2 separate regions of the Rattus norvegicus genome follow, and region 2 is linked to region 1. The links are chromatin contacts, called in public Hi-C maps. All regions are on one chromosome and are shown on one strand. Each heading gives the region's core, a stretch centred on a gene start, on an enhancer-like site or on the middle of the called end of the contact. The rest is flanking DNA. Distances are from core to core; before and after follow the strand shown. Region 1 holds the start of Tal2 (TAL bHLH transcription factor 2). Region 2 overlaps Tmem38b (transmembrane protein 38B).

Evidence for each region. A called contact is a pair of places that touch in the nucleus more often than the background predicts.
Region 2: a Hi-C map of liver shows a contact between it and region 1, with 2.9 times the contacts expected there. The contact joins the enhancer-like site here to the promoter of Tal2 in region 1. A contact is called at or near these places in 8 of 12 Hi-C or Micro-C datasets (Schwann cells, frontal cortex, hepatocytes and 3 more).

What each region holds. Positions count from the first base shown.
Region 1 is chr5:73,204,729-73,208,807 of GRCr8, reverse strand. Tal2 (TAL bHLH transcription factor 2) reads right to left here and starts at 2,436. Exons shown (of 2, transcript NM_001109462.1): 1 at 2,369-2,436.
Region 2 is chr5:73,269,588-73,273,754 of GRCr8, reverse strand. It overlaps Tmem38b (transmembrane protein 38B), which reads right to left. Exons shown (of 6, transcript NM_001014191.1): 2 at 724-880. It also overlaps the pseudogene Plet1-ps1. Among named protein-coding and RNA genes, the nearest start is that of Tmem38b, 16 kb to the right of the region's middle. Within about 2 kb of position 1,539, at least 1 of the 93 cell types and tissues checked has an H3K27ac peak or open chromatin away from gene starts, as enhancers often do. A contact at or near this core is called in liver, where this site is marked.

The DNA of each region.
Region 1 (4,079 bases), core at 1,187-3,686:
CAGAATGATGATTTTAAATACATATTGGTTCATTTGTCAAAATTGTGAATGCATAAGTTAAAAGTACGGAGATACAAAGATTAGTTGGTTATACTTAGTAGTTAGTTATTTAAATACTAAAATAAAAGTGTAAAAGGGCAATGCATTTGCTTAATTTTTAACACATTAAAAACTACACATATTACCAAAATTCCTAAGGAGTGACATTTGAAACTTTTAAGAAACGATCTGCAACATCTGGGGTGTGACATGCTAGCATCCAGGACCTCCACTGGTGACAAGTTTGCCACCACTACCTTGTGTTAGGATAAAACTTTGCTACTGTATCGTATCTTAAAGTATCTGAACAGCTACTAAATACAACTGCTTATTTCCCCCTGTCTGGTGTCTCGTATTTAACACATTTAAAGTTGTTATTCCAAGGAGAGAACCCAAAATTGTTTACTTTATTTAAAACCATGTTGATATTAATACATTTAATCACCTATGTTTATAAATAAAATAAATGCTACATTTAGAATAAATGTTAATAGAATTAAAGATCCAATGTCTCCTTACTCAAGTTCACGGGACTCTTGAATTCTAGCCACACATCCCTAGGTATGTAGGGGTTAGAGACTCGAGTTAATAATGGTGCAAAAGGGGGTTGGGGATTTAGCTCAGTGGTAGAGCGCTTGCCTGGGAAGCGCAAGGCCCTGGGTTCGGTCCCCAGCTCCGGAAAAAAAGAACCAAAAAAAAAAAAATAATAATAATGGTGCAAAAGGTCTGGCGAGATGGCTCAGTAGGTACAAGCACTGGCTGTTCATTCAGAGGACTGGAGTTCAATTCCCAGTAGCTACTTGGCAGCTCATAGTTGTCTGTAACTCTAACTCCAGAAGAATCAGCCTCCTCGTCTGGGTGCCAGCCAGGAAAGTCAGGCACAGATACATACCCATACACATAAAAACGTTAAGGAAATAAAAAGGATCATACGCTTAAGGCCTGCCTGGATGAACTATCTCACTAAGGCATGGGGGCTGTAGAAAGCGCCTGGACTAATGCTATGTTAAATAAACTGTAAGTTTATTATATGGTCACCAGAGAGTAGCCCATTAACTGGAGAAAATGGCGATCCTCCAAGAGGAGATCATGCTGCTAATTGCTGCTCTTTGGTGCCCGCAGCTCCTGGACACAAAACCCAGGTCATCTAGAAAGGCACAAAAGTCCAAAGCTCACTGCATACATGGCTAGCCCCAGGCCTTCAGGCTCAAACAGCTCTTTTGTTCTTAGGGTTTTCAGTTTATCTCCTGCAACCCAACCCAATCCGTGTGTTTGTCTCTTAAGACTTGGTCCAGAGAGAGAGAGAGAGAGAGAGAGAGAGAGAGAGAGAGAGAGAGCTGGGCAGCAGTTTGGAAAGCTGAACAGAGGATGGATGGGGTCTGACAGCCAACACCAGGCACTGCTCTGCTCTCTTAAGGAAAAAGCACCAAGCCAGCAAGATTTACCGGGGAAGGTTACAAGGTGTGTGTGTGTGTGTGTGTGGGAATGGTATGAGGGTAGAGGGCAGTGAGATGAGAGAAGGAAACGACTAAAACACAGTTTATTTGAAACTGTTACAGCAATACCTAACACCTTATACGTTGATTTTTAAAAAGTTAGCCCATGCCAGTTCAAAAAATAATTAAAAAGTTAACAGTACAAGGAAGGTCCCTACCTATCTACTTAACCCAACCCACTCCCCATCACTGCTGGTCTGAGGTGTACACCCCATCCTCGCTCACACATACACATACACACTCACATTTTAGCACCCGCTATACATACTATACTATGGGCAAGCTTGTCTCTCTTAAGCAGCCCCACGTTAAGCTTTGAGTCAGTAGGACTCACTGGATACGCTTTGTGGGCTGCGGACTAATAGCTTTCATGTGCCCGGGACTTCGGTTCTGAGGCGCACTTCACACCAGCGCCTCGCAGCCTGCCTACACTTGACTCCTCCGCACATTTTGTCCAGTGTGCCGCTTGTCTATGAACCCTCATTTCCTATCTATCCCTTCTCCACCCTTAAAAAGAATAAGTTATCTCACCCACGGTAGCAAACCATTGACCTGCCCATATACATTATTTCGGGAGGCTGGGAAAACATCTAGTGGTCGAAATTTCAGATCTGCCAAGTCTCAGAGGGTCGCTAACAGATCTGGGGTTGAGATAAAGAACCCTGGGATGGAAGGAACTGTTTCTGCGTTCCAGCTAAAACGGGTTTGACAACATGCGTTAGGAGTCCGGACCAGCTTCCCAAGAGCCGCGCTATTGCCACTGTCCCGCCGAAAGTTCCCGGGTCACCCAGAGTCCCCTCAGTAGCTGCTCCCACTCCCCTAAGTCAACGCACCTTCTTGCCAGGAGCTGGGAGCTGGCGCGGTCGCAGTTGTCGCAGCGCCTGTCTGTGTGCGCCCTCGCCTGGACGCAGGGTCTCTGCCACAGCCTTTATAGGACACCACCCTTTGTCTGGAGGCAGGAGGGGGGCTTCCAGCCGAGGACTCCCTCCAGTCCCTCCCCACCTTGCCCCGTCAGCCCTCCCAAGTGCAGCAGCCAAGGAGCAGTGGAGGAAGAGGGTCCCCTCTTTGTCTGAGGCTTTAGGGGAGGGGTTGCTGTTTCCAACCTCCTCTTACAGGCAAGCATCCCAATACCTCGGACTCTTGCTAACTCCCCGGGTACTTCTACAAACACCAGGGCAGGTGTAGTCCGATCCAAATGGCTACCTCCAGATCCCCTTAATGAGTTTGAGAGATGAGGGCTGTGACCTGCAATTTTACCAACTACCCCAGGAAATGCAGACACAGAGCAAAATTTAAAAGCATCGCACTGGACACAGACTGTGGGTTCATATAAGGGTCTGGTCTAGTTTTTCCTGTTGGTCAGCACAGGGAATGGTTGTTTCAGGGATGGAGGGACTCTGTTCTTGTCTCCCTTCCTCTGTCCTGTATCTTCCAGAATGACCTGAGAAAACCCTAGTCAGACTTCTGTCAGATTCTGAGATCTAAACTCTTCGGTGGCTTTCCATTTCATTCAAAACTAAGCATACAGATGTAATAACATCTGCAAGGCCAAGCAAGAGGATGGGGCATCTGAAGCCGCCCTGATTTAGATAATGAGGGAAACCTTGTCTGAAAAGCAAGCAAGCAAGCAAGCAAGCCCACACACACACACACACACACACACACACACACACACACACACACACACACCAGAAGGAAAGCAAGCAGTAGACTTTAAGTGGCTACTGAGATCCCTTTATTGCTAGTCAGGCCGTCCTTTCCTCCCCTGGGCTTGACTTAGCTCCAGAGAAGTGAAATACTCCGGTTCATCCTTTCAGGAACACATCAGGCATCCCCCTGCCTCCAGCTTTGGCAGGGTTCTCTCTGCCTAAACGTGCCTCTCCCAGGTTATCCAGTAGAGGTCCTTCCCTCCCCTTCCTCTCCTGTGAATCAGGTCAGCACTGGAAGCTTATGCCCGAGTCAGGCCCTGTTTAGAGGTCAAGAGGATAATTCCAAACAAAACCAGACATAAACGTCTGCCCTCAAAGCGCTGGCATTCCTTAGGTCTTTTTACTCAGATGCCACCTTCCCAGTGAAGAGCTTTAAACTTTTTCAGATTACATTTATCCATCTATTGAGGGAGGTGCTCCCAGGCCAATGTGTGGAGGTCGGAGAACAACTGGAGGGAGGTGTTCTTCCACTGGTAAGTTTCAGGGATCAAATTCAGGTCTTCAGATTTGGCAGCAAGTGTCTTCCCTGCTGAGCCATCTCATCAGCCCAATACCTAAGAGCTTTTAGCATACAAAATTGTGCCCCACCCCCACCTCACCCCCTGCACACGCCAGAATCACAGGCACGCACATACGTCATCCTTTGTCTTCTGTATTCTCAGTGCTCTACCCCACTTAGTGATATTTCCTGTCTCCTATCTCTTCCATAGCCATCATTCCCATGCTGAATACATGTCCATCAGATGTTGCTTGTTAAGTGTCTGATGAAACAATGACTCCCCAGGCATTTCTCTCTCTGAAGGTCACAGGATTTGGGACAATATATTCATAAACG
Region 2 (4,167 bases), core at 290-2,789, 66 kb before region 1:
AAAGCATAGTTTTCTTTAAATAAAACATAGCATGTACAATACATTGGTATCAATAATCAATATATTTTTAACTTAATTAATCAATCTTAAGAACATCTAAATCTGCATGAAGAAGAATCCAAGCCAATTCCTACTATCGTTTTCCAAATTCATGTTTAAAGACGTCAGAAGCCTTTAAATAATCCAATAGCCAGATGTGGTGGTGCAAACCTTTAACCCCAGCACTGGGGAGGCAGAGGCTGGTAGATCCCTGTGAGTTGGAGGACAGCCCGAGGAACATACTGAGTTTTGTTCAGGACAGCCAGGGCTACACAGTGAACCTATCGATCAATCAATAAACAAGCAAATGCAAAGCCAACAGAAAAGAAGATGAGAAAAGTTATGTATAAGCCATAACCATTTGGACTTTTTAGTTGTTCACACTTCCTTATCATGTCTATTTGTTTATTTCACAAAACAAAGTATTTGGGCCAATATTTGATGTTCTCTTACATTAAAATATTCCCACAAAAACTGTAAGAACAATTTCCACTGGGCGAAGGTAAGGGGAGGAAAGGCAAGAGGCAAACTTTGCACTTAAAAATCTTTGGCTCTACTTGGGAACATTCACTGCACATGCATTAACTTAAGGACATAAAAAACTTTCAAGGGAAAAGATCCATTTTACTACAGTCTATTAACCAATTCTTTAAAACCCTCATAGTGCGGCCTAAGGCAACTTACCAGATTGAAGATGCCAGTAAAATATTAGTGTGGTTTGTAAGGAACTTCAGTGGAGGCTCTGCAAGCAGTATACACGACAAAATTCCTCCCCCAAAGCAATGCAGCATAGCACTCAACCAGCTGGACAGGGGGTTGCTCCAGGCCGCGGCCACCGCTCCTGAAAGGACAAGTGAACACGCCCTGAGACAGCTGCACATTTACCAAAAGCGCTAAGCACCCAATACACTAGAGAAACAAACTGTTTATTTCTAACAAATTATACTCATAAGAGAGCTCATCATGGCGATTGAAGTCTGTGTTCTTTTCAAGTCATGGGCTTCACTGTGTGGAGTGTAGTGAGATGGCTGCAGGTGTGTGCAGGTATGTGCAGGTGTGTGCAGGTATGTGCAGGTGTGTGCAAGTGTGTGCAGGTATGTTGGGAGGGTACTCTCCAGTGCATGCACGTGGAGGTCAGAGGTGACGTCAGGACGTCTTTCCTCGATCGAATCTCCACACTAGTTTTTGAGACTTGCTGAGCCCGAAGCTTGCTGCCGAAGTTAGATTGACAGACCCGTAAGCCTCCAGGATCCGCTGTGGTTCCAGGCATGTGTTGCTTTAATTGCCTTTTCCTTGGGTTTTGGAGATAAAGTCAGCTTTTGACGCCTGTGCAGCCAGTGCTTTATCCACCGAGTCCTCTAACCCCAAAACAATAGGTTTTTCTTCAAACAGACATAGGGTTTGTTTTTGAGGTGGGGGAGAAGGTAAGAGCTAGCGCACACATCTATGTGCTTGAGTAATCTATGATGCAATTGCCTATGTGTGCACATACGGAAGTGGGGCTGACCCGGGGCTGACCCGGGGCTTCTTCCTCTATTGCTGTCTTTTACCTTTTGTTAGGCAGGGCACTATATAACCTTAGCTGGCCTAAACTCTCTACGTAGACAAGGCTAGTCTCATACTAGAAACTAGAGATCCATCCACCTCTCTCAACCTCCTGAACGCTGGAATGAAAGGCATGCATCACTCTGCCTGGCTCCCTACCTTACTTTTAGAGACAAGGTCAGTCACAAAATCCCGAGCTCTCTGTTCTGACTCCACAGGCTGGTAAGCACTCCTAGGTTCTTCCTGCTGCCACCCTTCCAGCACCATGGCCAGCTTTAACAGGGGCTAGGGACACAGACTCCAGTCTCCGTGCTTGCACATCAGGCCCTTTCCCCACTAAGCCATCTCACAGCCACAGGGGTATTTTTAATGACTAATTTGACATCCTCAAAATATCATCCAAGTTTTTTTTACCAATCCCCTAATAATAGATGGTTCATTTAAAAAAGGTCCCACTTAGTGTTTCCTTCTACCCCAAATCTTACTGTGAGCACTCCGAAACAATGTGTCAAAGGACTATATTAAGGTCGGAGACCAGTGAAATGGCTTAGCAAGTAAGCCAAGCCTGAAAACTTCCTTTGAGCCCTAGGACAGATATTGTGGATGGAGAGAATCAAATCCCACAAGTTGTCCTCTGACAACCACGCATGCGCACACACACATATACACATACACATACACACACACGCGCGCGCGCTAAATAAATAAATAGTGTAATTAATTTTTTTAAAAGAAAAGTTGGACCAGTTGGGTGGCTCAGTGGGTACAGGTTCTTGTACAAGTCTGACAACCTGAGTTCAGCGCCCCAGAATCCATGAAAAGATGTGAGAAGAGAATCAACTCCACAAAGCTCTTCTCTGACCTCCACACATCTGCTGTAGTACCCTACCACTACCAATGACGAAATAGGTTTGCTGTTTGTTTTATTTAAGAAAGGTTTATAACCTTAATTACTTTAGAAAACTAAGTACCTACAGTAAACAAACTAAGCTTTCAACATATCAACCTGGGAATAAAGAACAAACTCAAATGTCAAAGATAATGGGGACAGAGGGTAGATAGCTAAGACACACTGCTGCTTCTAATGGCTAACCTTGATTGTCAACTTGACTACAACTGGAATCAACTAAAACCCCAGCAGCCGGGCCTGCCTGTGAGAAATGTTCTTGATTTGATCATTTGAACTGGGATGATCCATCCTAAATATGATACTATTGTACCTCTGAATATATATAATACATAATAAATATTAGATATTAGACATATAAATGGAAGAAGGTGGGTAGAGACTACTGCCAGGCCCTGCAACCCCAACAGACTGGGACCGCACCTGCGCTCTGCTCCTTGCTGCCACACCTGGGGCTGTTCCTGGGCCTGGCTCTGTGCTTTTCCCCCGCTTGCCAGTGATAATGGGTCCTGCGTGGTCTTTGATAAAGTCTACAGCTCTGACAATGTGAGAATCAACACTACGGCTGAGGTCTCTGGTGGGAATACAATCTATACAGTGACAGTCCCCGTGAACGAGTCAGTTGGTGCTGGGGAGAACAACAACCCAGCGGGCATCTGGGGTGGAGCATATCAGAAGTGCAGCGACAGCAGTGTCTATGACTGGACATACCTAAGCAACCCGGCCTTCTGGACAGCCTGGACAGCTCCTAATTCTGAGGATGTGACTAAAGTCAATCTGCAGGTCTTCACTGTCATTAATCACATGCACAGCTACAGAGTCATCTGTGAGACTGGAACAAATAAAATCCTCGATCTTGACCCCAACTCCTGAGAGTTTTGAGACCAGCCGGACCACAACCATGACTACAGCCATGACCACAGCCAAGACCACAGTCGTAACCATAGCCGTGACCACAGCCACAAGCTTGGCCATCTGTACTCTCTGCAGCCCCCTGGCAGGCGCTTGTTTTTCTCATTAGTAAACTCCTCTTCTAAAGGAAACTGGGGAAGCAAATCTCCAACCTCCAGGGCATCCTCCCGAGCTCACACATACAAGAATGAAGGCTTTTGGTTTTGTTTTTTTAAAACTCATTTATTCGTTTTATGTATATGAGTACACTGTAGCTGTCTTCAGACACACCAGAAGAGGGCATCAGACCCCATTGCAGATGGTTGTGAGCCACCATGTGGTTGCTGGGATTTGAACTCAGAACCTCTGGAAGAGCAGTCAGTGCTCTTAACCACTGAGCCACCTCTCCAGCCCATGAATGAAGGTTTTATGTCCTCAGTCTGCAGCTCCACCACCTCTGGATCACAGACCTGAGACACCAGTGCGTTTGAGGAACACAAACATTTCCTGGCTCTCTCAGGGCACAAATTCTGTTTTTTGTAAATACTTAGTCCTTCCTGGTTGTAACCTGAAGTTCTGACTCTCAGTTTAACATGTTGACAGGCAATGAGAACTTGTGTTTCTTGCCAAAGTATTTCCATGAGCCTCCTGGGCTTTGGGGTGGGGAGGGGAATATCTGAATAATCTTCAGATTTCTGGCCAAACCTACTCAGGTTACAAAGGACTTAGGTGACTTATATGACTGAAGGAAAAAGAGAAATGAGTGATTGTCCTGTGGCTACTAG